Linked DNA regions of Zea mays: region 2 is linked to region 1. The links are chromatin contacts, called in public Hi-C maps. All regions are on one chromosome and are shown on one strand. The core of a region is the stretch at or near the end of the contact, and the rest is flanking DNA. Distances in the headings are between cores, read along the strand shown.

Evidence for each region. A called contact is a pair of places that touch in the nucleus more often than the background predicts.
Region 2: a contact with region 1 is called in a Hi-C map of tassel, with 3 times the contacts expected there. The contact joins the enhancer-like site here to the promoter of LOC100275431 in region 1. A contact is called at or near these places in 2 of 25 Hi-C or Micro-C datasets (ear and tassel).

The regions. Positions count from the first base shown.
Region 1 is chr1:200,750,860-200,756,125 of Zm-B73-REFERENCE-NAM-5.0, forward strand. LOC100275431 reads right to left here and starts at 2,100. Exons shown (of 5, transcript NM_001149505.2): 1 at 1,737-2,100; 2 at 209-1,201. The coding sequence starts at 1,174.
Region 2 is chr1:201,432,687-201,438,069 of Zm-B73-REFERENCE-NAM-5.0, forward strand. It overlaps LOC109943490 (a long non-coding RNA gene), which reads right to left. Exons shown (of 6, transcript XR_004855452.1): 3 at 4,527-5,383; 4 at 3,002-4,395; 5 at 2,475-2,633; 6 at 1,163-2,021. Among protein-coding and RNA genes, the nearest start is that of LOC109943490, 6.0 kb to the right of the region's middle. Within about 2 kb of position 1,460, at least 13 of the 20 cell types and tissues checked have an H3K27ac peak or open chromatin away from gene starts, as enhancers often do. A contact at or near this core is called in ear and tassel, where this site is marked.

The sequences.
Region 1 (5,266 bases), core at 850-3,349:
TGCATGGACATAAGACATTAATAGGGGCACTGATGAGTTGAAGCAATACTACAGTCTACATGTTCCTAACAAGAGACACATATGGTCAGGTTCTTGATCATATATTGATGAAAACGTTCAGAATTGATGTTGTTGATCCTACATTGATGAAAACTTCACAAGTATTATATACCCATGCTGTATATGACATGGCATTGTTGACACTTACCGAAGAGCTTCGATTTTCAGACTTCTTTTCAGCTTTGGCAGGCTTTGAATCCGAATTGCCTTTGTCCTTTGCATCTGCTTTCCCTTCCCAGCTTCTTCTCAAGGCCTTGGGCCCAGATTCGAAGCTCAACAAGGTGTTACTAATGGAGTTACCCAGGGAGGACTTCCTCCCTGCCGTAGTGGCCTTCAACACAGACGCAGCCTTTTCTAGCAAGGACAGCCTTGACGGCGGCGATTTCTCTGCTCCTTTGGTTCTCACTCTCTGTTTCATGTCACTCGAGAATTTATCGAACGACGCAGGCAGAGAATGGGCGCTGGTCGGGGAAGACGGCGTCGACCTAGCGCTGGTTGATTTTGCCTTCGAGCTAACCACGTCCTTCTTGTCCGAGAGGAGGCCATTGAGCGCCTGTTTCGAGAGGTTGGAGTTCGACTTGGTGAGCTGGGGCTTCTTGCTCTCTGTGCCGTTGCTCTTGGGAGGAGCATTGATCTTCTCTAACCTGCCCTGCTCTTTCTCTAGCGACAGGGCACCGGCATCCTTGGAACTACCATTGGTGGAGGAGGCTTGGGCGGCCTTGCCGCTGCCAAGAAGAAAAGTGGAGGAGCTGGTCACCACAAGATCCTCCGGGCTGCCGACGCAGGCATGGCGGCCCGGGACCGGCCTGACCCCCCTGAGGATCGGCACCGGGGTGGCTGCCTCGAGACGGTCGACATGGACGAACTGCCCCAGCTGGATGACGTCGCTGAGGATGAGGTCGTGCTGCTCGTCCGGCAGCGACACGTAGGTGGCGTGCGACGAGTCGGACACCTTGAGGTAGAACCCCTGGTTGGTGAACAGGTCGCTCCCGGCGAGCGCGGGCACGATGCTGACGACCTGGAGCAGCGACGACCGGTGCTCGCCCGCGACCTTGACGTCGCTGTTCATGTGCTGCAGGAGCTTGAGGAGGACCCCGGGTACCAGCGACGCCATCGCTGCAGCTCCTAGCGCCGCATTTACCTGCGCAGTGTTGAGCCCTGGTTCAGTAACCCCACTCCAATATGTAGGCTAAGCAGTGGAGCCTTCTGAGAGAACAATGATGTTGTCGGTAGCCATGGCAAAAGCGGATCACTCCAAGCTACCTAATGCAAATAAAGGCTGCGCGCGCGCGGCTTTACAACCAGAGCAGCAAATCCAGATGAGCATGTCGGTAGCCTTGGCGAGCGAAATGAGCAACAAGTTCAGGTAGATCAAAACAGATTTCACCCTTTTTTTTCCCATGCTAATTAACAAGAAAGCAAACAATCTTGTGAAGCCAACAGCAAAGGCAGAGCACAGTGCCGTAAGGAGGAGGAGGTGAACTAGTAAAGAGGTGTACTAGAAACGGTGGCTACAATGAGTAAGGACGGCGTTGTTCGTCGCAAGGGCATTCAATTGGGTCCGGAAAGGGATACGGGTACTAGCGCATGGCCGCCAGTCTCGACTCTAGAGACGAGAAGGTGATGGGAGTCGAGACGAGAAGACGATGGGTAAGGAGGAGGAGAAGCAAACACACCTCGTGATGGACTGCCGAATCCCGCAAGGCCCGATCCCTTCCTCCGGCCTCACTTCGGTCTGCTCTTCTTCAGTCTCTTCTTCGTCCTCCTCTCAACGCTCGCCCTGAGTCGGCGGCTGCTGCAGGCGTGCGGCCTACGATCTTTGAAAAGCGCGGAAGGCTTTCCGCTTCCTGCTCAGGGAGAAGAAGGAGAGGGGGAGGGTCTCTCCTGCTGGCCTTGTCGCATCCAGGACAGGAATCCCCGCCGGTTGGCTGCAGGAGGCGGTGACGACTGACGAGATGAACCAACCAGGAGGCGACGGTGTCCTCCTCTCCTGGACCCTGGTGCGTGCGCGCTGGGAGCCTGGGAGGCGTGGTGCTTCTCTCTCCTCTCCTCTGCGCGTGCTCGCTGTCTCTCTCTAAAAAGCAGAGGAGGGTCGCACGCGAGGCAGGGCAGGCTGCTCCTGCGCCGGCGAGGACAGATGGCAACTGTGCTGTGGAAAAGCTGCGTGGAAAGGAGCCAAGGAGGTGCGGGCCCCGCCGACCCAGTGTCCGCGGGCGGCCTTGTGTTGCGGTGAGGCGTCGCTTTCGACGGAGGAGGGTAGTAAACTGGAGTGGAGTTCCAAGTATGGGCAGGTCAGTCGAGGAAGCCCCAAAACCTTCTTTATTATTATTTTATTATAAATTCAGTTGCAAAAGAGTTTCAAGTTACAGTTACCTAGGCTGTTGTAGAGATTTTATTCTAGTTTCGTTTTATTAAAGCTAGTTTGGAAACCCTAATTTTTTTAAAAAAATTATTTACTAAGAAAAATATAAATGAAAATCACTTGGTAAAATGAGATTTCCAAACTAGACCTTAAATGCCTTTCTATTATAAGTATAATGGCATACCAATGATTTCATAAAAAGAAAGATAAATACAGTTTTATGTCAGGTAAGAGTAGAGATGGCCAAACGGGCCGTCCGGCCCGGCTCGGGCACGGTGAAGCCCGACCCGTTTTAGGCCCGGTCCGCCAGACACGGTTAGAAAACCGGGTCGGGCCGTCTAAGCACGCGGGCTCAATTTCCTGTCCAAGCCCGGGCCGCAGCGGGCCTAAACGGGCACGAAAAAATGGGCCGAAAAGCGGGCTAAGCGGGCCGGTAAGCACGTTTTAGTGTAAAAAAGCGGGTTTAACGGGCTTAGAGGTAAACATGTCGTACCGGGCTAGCCCACCGTGCCTAGTTTCCTGTCCGAGCCTGGTCCGCTTATTCGTGCCGGGCCGGCCCGGGCCCGCATAGAATCGGGCCGTGTCGGGCTCAGACCGGGCCCAAACAGCGGGCTTCGTGCCGGGCTCGCGGATCTCGTGCTTATTGGGCATCTATAGGTAAGTGTGTTTTATTTAGATTATCCTACACGGTTTTATAGACAAAAACTGATATAATATTTTTAAAAATACTGCAATAAAATTCTGCTCCGTGAACAGCCTATGACCACTGTATCATCTTTTTAGAGTGAATTTCATTCGCACAATACTCTACAAAGCTATATTTACCTCGTCAAGTCAGTAAATTTGCTAACTTGTCACCATATTAAAAAATACTCGCTCCATCCTAAAAAAAATATGATGCGTATTTTTTTGGCACTCCAAATTTTTAAATATGATGCATATTTGGTCAATGAGGAATAACTCCCCAGGAATTCGTAAATTTTTACAGAATGTGGGGAGAAGTTTCCCAATTTTTATGGAATTTCTATAGAGAACTGCATATTTCTTTTTATAAGAACTTTGAACATTTATTTTTTTAAAACGTGCCTTTAATAAATATAAAATGAACATCATGTCAAATTACTTTTGAATACAAATCCAAATATATAACATGGATACACCAAAAATATGTGTTTTGGCCTGAATTATTAGCCAAAAAATTTATATACACTATGTTTTTTATATTAGAGAGAGAAGGACGGAAATTTTCCATTGTATATATAAAATAATTTGTGTATACAATGTATACTAAATAGTACTAAGTTAAAGATGTACCCTGTTTTAACAATAAACTTATTTAAAGGTGCTAAATAAATCTACACTCCCTTATTAGTTGTAGTGTTCGGACTCTTTTAGATTTACAGCAAAAGTTATGCATATAAATAGTGTATATCGAGATGCATAGCGAAAAGATAGATAGCTTGAAAAGCTAGAAGAACTTATAATTTGGAACTAAGAGAGTACTAAAACACTAAATATTTAAATAGTATCAGTAGACATATTGTTATAAAATATTTAGTACAGACATAAATATTTATATACTTTTTAATATAGTTTGATTTCCTTAAATAGTCTGGTTAAAGCTAAATACTATAATTATTATTTTTTAGCCAGAACATGGTGATAGGCAAAGCTTTAACGAGCTTCACCACCTCTTTTTTTTTTTGAAGTTAATGTAGGGAGGACCTACAGTTCACCACCTCTTTCTAACAATAACAAAATCATCTAAAACCTTGCCTCCTTGAACATGGACCGGAATCACTGCAAGACTGATCTGGTCAACTCCGGCAGTCGAAACTTTTGCTTGACTGCAGCAAGCAAATCACAGCACGGAGCTAGTCAAACCTGATCTGGTCAACTCCTGCAGTGCACGAAGGCTCACAAAATCGGATAGCTTACCGACATGTCCTACATGCAGGTTTTATAAATAAAAAGAATCACATTTCTCAGTCCTATATTTGAGATACACTAGTTTCCTCTTCCATTTGGGGGAAAATAATATGCAACAGAATACACGTGTGGGACAAAATATGTATCTAGGATTAGACCTGTTCAAACGCATAGTCGAGCTTATGTCGGGTAAGGATCGGGTCGTGTGTCATTTATCACTACTCGTATCTGGCCCATATTTATTGTTATGTCGAGTCGGGTTTTGGTCGGTGACTTCTATTTGACGTGTCGGGTCAAAGGTTTTTGGATTGGGTTGGTCTTTTTTTTGTTTTAGGTTAGGTTTTTTCAGGTTGTGTTGGTTTTATGTCAAAAATCACGTGCGGGTCGAAAATTACACTCCATGCTCACTCATTGAATTGGGGCGGATTGGATCAGGCGATCGGGTTGAATAGATCGGTGCCTATAGTATTAATCCTGTCTACCTGGGAGCCCTTTCTTTCTTATCCGATCCACGTATGGGATTCTCTACACCCGCCGGGGCAGGGCTCGTCGTTGGGCGATGCGACTGGCTGTACCGACAGCTCCTGCTCCAATACGCGATGCATGATGATAGGGGGCGGGAAAAAAAGGTACGCAGAGAATAATACTCTGGCGACCGGTTTACCAACCGGCAATACATTATACAGTGGTTACGAGATCCCTATCAATTATTCATCGGGCAGCTAGCGACGGCATTATTATCAATTCCAACGCTGACCGGATGGCAGCGAACGTTTACTAACAACCAATCAGTTTTTTTTATTTTTATTTTTGATCATATACATGCCGGCCGCGCGCCATGTACTCAGAATAATCTGCTAAAATCGTTCTTTCGATCCTTCTGATTGAAATTCGTTCTAACAATGATCATATAGT
Region 2 (5,383 bases), core at 210-2,709, 680 kb after region 1:
ACGACGACAACCGCGGCTTCCTCCGGATGCTTCGCGAGAAGAAAGAGAGGTGATATATTGCGCCAACAGATGAACTATAGTAACATGCATGCTGCATGCATCGATCAATCTGTTATTATCATATTATTCTAGATATGAGTTGCAAAGTCCGGCCCTGATGAACTGGCTGGCATGGTCGGAGCGCAGGCTGGGCGTGGAGGCGCACAAGGTGGAGGTGCGGTTCGAGAGGCTCGCCGTGGAGGCGGACGTCCGCGTCGGCAGCCGCGCCGTCCCGACGCTGCTCAACTCCGCCGTCAACGCCGCCCAGGTAATAACGACACGACGGACCCCGCCGCCGTCGTCGTCGTCGTGTTTCATCTACGTACGCCGCCGCAGCCGCGATGCACTAGTAGTAGCTGTTCCGTTCGTCGCATTGATTCCTTCCTTGGTTTTCTTTGTGGCTTTGTCTCTCCTCCTTCCTCCTATGGATGGTGCATGCATATAGCATTAGCATTGCTGCTGCAAGCTGCAAGGAGTTTTCTTTTTTCTTTTTTTCCCGAAAAGATCGACTTCTATCTGCCTATTTTTTACATATATGATTTCGTATAATTTCGTTCGTCGGAAAGATAGAAATTAAAAGGGCTGTGGATTTGGTGAGACACGTCGAATGGATTGTCCTCCCATCCTAAACACCTTTGCTCTGATCCGTTTTCCGTTGAGGTGCTTGCGAACGATCCAAGCTGCAGCAACAGGTGCACGCAATAAATACGTCCGTCCGTCCGTGTAGCGTTTTTAGGTTACACCGGAGCTCCGTGCAAGGAGAAACGTGTATCGATCTCGCTAGCAGCCGCGCTTGTACACCGGTTAAACTTTTTAAAACTGGCTAGATTTGATAATATCAATATTTATAGTTCGAAACATGTTTGTTTTTAAAAAAACATATTCCATTATAGATTAATCTACTTATTACGCATCCTAATATCAGTATATTAGAAAAGTTTAACCACTCTAAAAGTCAGATATATGTTCTTTCCAAATAAACAGAGGAAGTAGTTAGCAGAGCATGGTTGGTTCCATCTACTACTGTCGATAAAAAAAAGATCAAATTCTGCAAGTTTGAAACAACAAATACTAGTACGACGTACGTTGGACCATATTAAAACAACACTTGCATCATTCAGAGTTATGGCACTATGCATGGATCTTATAGTATTTCCTGAGATTTAGGACGTTGAAAGAAGCAATTAGAGTAATGTATAGTGGATTGCTGGCGGATCTTTGTAGTTAGCTTTCTATTATTAATTTATGATCAACTTGTGACTAAACTGGCTATAGCAGTATAGCCTGCTTTTCTTCTCTCTCTCCTCAGTCTTGCCAAGCTTCGAGTTCCTCATTTACTCGTGGTAGGAAGCAGCGCAGACCATGACGTTGACGAGACCGCCTTTAATGTGGGCCTGTCCGATCCCCCAGCCTGCCGCATCATCAGTAGTGCTTCTTGGCGTCCCCCTGCGCGCTGGGAGTGAACCAAGAGAACCCAACACGTCTGCTAGATTCCTCATGATTAATGAGGCTCATCTTGTGCCCAAATAGATAGTGGGACATTGATGCATCAGCAGGTTCTATGCTGTAAGAAAAACATAAATAAAAATTACAAAATCACGACTGTAAGCGGGTTTGTAAATCTGCAGACAACCTTAGGCCAGTTCGAATTGAACACATGGAGTTCAGTCCAGAATCGAAAGGATACCGCGCCTCGTTACGGTTACGCTGCTGCGTGCTTTAGCGAGAGCTAAAATACAAGTGTATGGCATGCATGTGTTTGTTTTACAATGCAAAGTTGGTAGGTCATATTCGGGGAAAAAGAGAGAGAGAGAGAGAGAGATTTCTGATGATGAGTTTATTTTGCTTTCAGGAATTAGCGACGTCTGTCCATATGTGTGTTACCAGGAAAAGACCTATGAGAATCATAAACGAAGTAAGCGGGGTCATCCGGCCGTCAAGGTACATGTCTCCTCATGCGCACAGACTTGGATCCCAGCATCCTGTTGTATGTCAAACATAAGCGCTTGATCAGATTTAGCGGAAAAGTTAATAAAAATGCATGCGTATGAATTTTATAGTCTGTTATTAGCCAACAGTTTGACTTAGGATAAACTTAGGTCCCTCATATTTCAGGACGAAGGGAGTAATTCGTTAAGATATATACTGAATTTTATATCCCATTCTGTCAGGATGACGCTCCTTCTGGGAGCGCCTGGATCAGGCAAGACGACTCTTCTAAAAGCGTTGGCAGGAAAACTGGATTCTTCTTTGAAGGTACACTGAGTTGCTTTCATGCTAACCAAAGTATTTGTCAACATAAAAAGAGGCAAAAAAAAACAGACAATACTGTGAAGCATCAACTAACATAAATATATGTTGCCAATGACTGTGAACAGTTCAAGGGAAAAGTCATGTACAATGGAGAAGAAATGAATCACTCAACACCGCAGTACCTGCGTGCTTATGTTAGCCAGTATGATCTCCATCATGCTGAGATGACAGTGAGGGAGACAATCAACTTCTCTTCTAAGATGTTCGGAACCAATAACGAATTCGGTAAGACATACTCTTGCATATAGTGAGCTTTCCATTTTGAAGGTCATTGGAATGTGCTGCAATTTATGACAAGGCAAACACGTTAAAACTCAAGAAGAAAGTATCTACATGATACTCCAGATAAATCAAATTTTCCATGGCAACTATACTGACACAAATTTCCTGTTTGTACGGAATGACAAATCCAGAGATGCTAGGAGAAGCAATAAGAAGAAAAAAGGGTGTCATCAATAAAGTGGACCAAGATCTTGATTCGTTCATTAAGGTAGCTCTTCTTTACTAAGATTTTTGAAAGACCGGATTATGTTTTGTTTGGTTACTCAAATAGCTCGTCTCTCAGGCCACCACCTTTGGAGAAGGAAGCAACCTCACAACAAACTACATTATCAAGGTAATTTAGTTACTTGTTTGATTTGCTGTATACCTTGATGATACAATAGTAACAGTTGATTGTATGCAGATACTTGGCCTGTCTGAGTGTGCTGATACCCTAGTAGGAGACGAGATGAGGAGAGGAATATCTGGAGGGCAAAAGAAAAGAGCCACAATTGGTAAGCATTCCTATCATGGCTGATTGTAAAATACATAGCTATAGGATTTATTTAGCTGCCACTGGAAGCACACACTTCAATCTGAAACAAAGCCACATTAACTGACATTCCACCACCTCAAGAACGCAAAAGGTTCTTACCAGGGCAGGAATCTTCATGATAACGAATAATGAGTAGCTCTAAAATTGAATGCTTAACTAACCAGAATATTAGAATAAGGAACAGAGTAAAGATATAGTTAACTGGAACCTAACCTAAGTTGGCATACATTAACGTGATGTTGTTTAATGCAGGGGAGATGCTGGTTGGTCTAGCAAGGTGCTTCTTTATGGATGATATATCAACAGGTCTAGATAGCTCCACGACATTTGAGATCATGAAGTTTCTCCAACAGATGGCCCATTTGATGGATCTCACAATGGTTATTTCCTTGCTGCAACCACCTCCTGAGACATTGGAATTATTTGACGACATTATACTTTTATGTGAGGGGCAAATTGTGTATCATGGTCCTCGAGAAAATGCTACGGACTTCTTTGAAAGTATGGGATTCAAATGCCCTGACAGAAAGAATGTAGCCGATTTCCTTCAAGAGGTAATAAACCATCAAATGAGCCTAACTGCCTAGAATTTTCTTTCGTCTTAATATAATGATATGTTGCGTGTTTGAGAAAAAAAGAAATAGCTAAACATAACAGTGATGCCTAGAAGGAATAGCTAAACATAACAGTGTTTGAGGATAAGTTTCGAGATATTTTTTTTGACTGTTTGAGGATAACTAATACATCAGATCCACAAAATTAAGAAGGAAGTAGATGACTTACAATTATGTGCAGGAGCGTAAAATGTCGCTATTCTGCAATACATGTGCTTTTGCAAAATAATGTAACAAGTTTTCCATGTCCTTTTGCAAAAACAATGTAACAAGTTTTCTCAATTGGCCACTGACCAGGTAACCTCTAAGATGGACCAAAAGCAATACTGGGCTGGTGATCAAAACAAGTATCAGTACCATACAATTGAAAATTTTGCACAATCCTTCAGGACGTCCTATCTCCCTCTTCTAGTAGAAGACAAACAGTGCAGTTCAAACAATACTGGAAAGAAAAAGGTGGTAAAAGTGAATGCAAGTCGCCGAATATCCAGATGGAATATTTTCAAAGCATGCTTTTCAAGGGAAGTACTGCTGCTGAAAAGAAACTCTCCAGTCCATATATTCAAGACCATTCAGATAACTGTTATGGCTTTGGTGATCTCCACACTTTTCCTGAGAACAAAAATGAGTCACGATTCTGTACTTGATGCCAACAAGTACATGGGAGCACTTTTTATGGCTGTGGTCATAGTAAACTTCAATGGAATGACTGAAATTGCAATGACAATAAAGCGGCTTCCCACCTTCTACAAGCAAAGAGAGCTACTAGCATTGCCAGGATGGGCACTCCTTTGTTCAGTTTACCTTATTAGCATACCAATATCGCTTCTTGAGACAGGCCTTTGGACATGCTTAACCTACTATGTGATTGGATATGCACCTTCCATTATCAGGTACTCATCTCTTGGTACTTATATGCTGAATGACCTCTGGTGCTTCAATAGACGGAAGTAAGAAAATGATCTCCATTGCTTATGGCAGGTTCTTCCAGCACTTTCTGGTACTTTTTTCCATGCATCAAATGTCAATGGGCCTGTATCGCTTCTTAGCGGCCATAGGAAGGACGCAAGTGATGGCCAACATGCTAGGGACTGCAGCTCTTATTGCAATATACATACTTGGAGGATTCGTCATATCAAAAGGTTAGGTGAATGTAGCTTAGCATACACCATGAAACATGAGTACACGACATACACTCTAATAAAAATTCTGTGCAACAAGTTGCTAACAAATTCTGCACACTGAAACAGATGATCTCCAACCATGGTTGCGCTGGGGATATTGGACGTCCCCATTCACCTATGCACAGAATGCAATCGCCCTCAATGAGTTCCATGACAAAAGATGGGCTACGGTAAGCACTAATTTCAACACTTGGAAGTTATAGCTATATGGTAGTATGTCCTTTTTCAAATTAATTACACTAAGGTTCTTGACCTTTTGTTACTGATAGGAATTTTATTATAATAATGCAAACACCGTCGGTGAAGCTATCCTCATGATCAGAGGGCTGCTCACAGAGTGGCACTGGTACTGGATTTGTGTCGCCATTTTATTTGGATACTCGCTGGTCTTCAACATATTCAGCATATTTGCATTG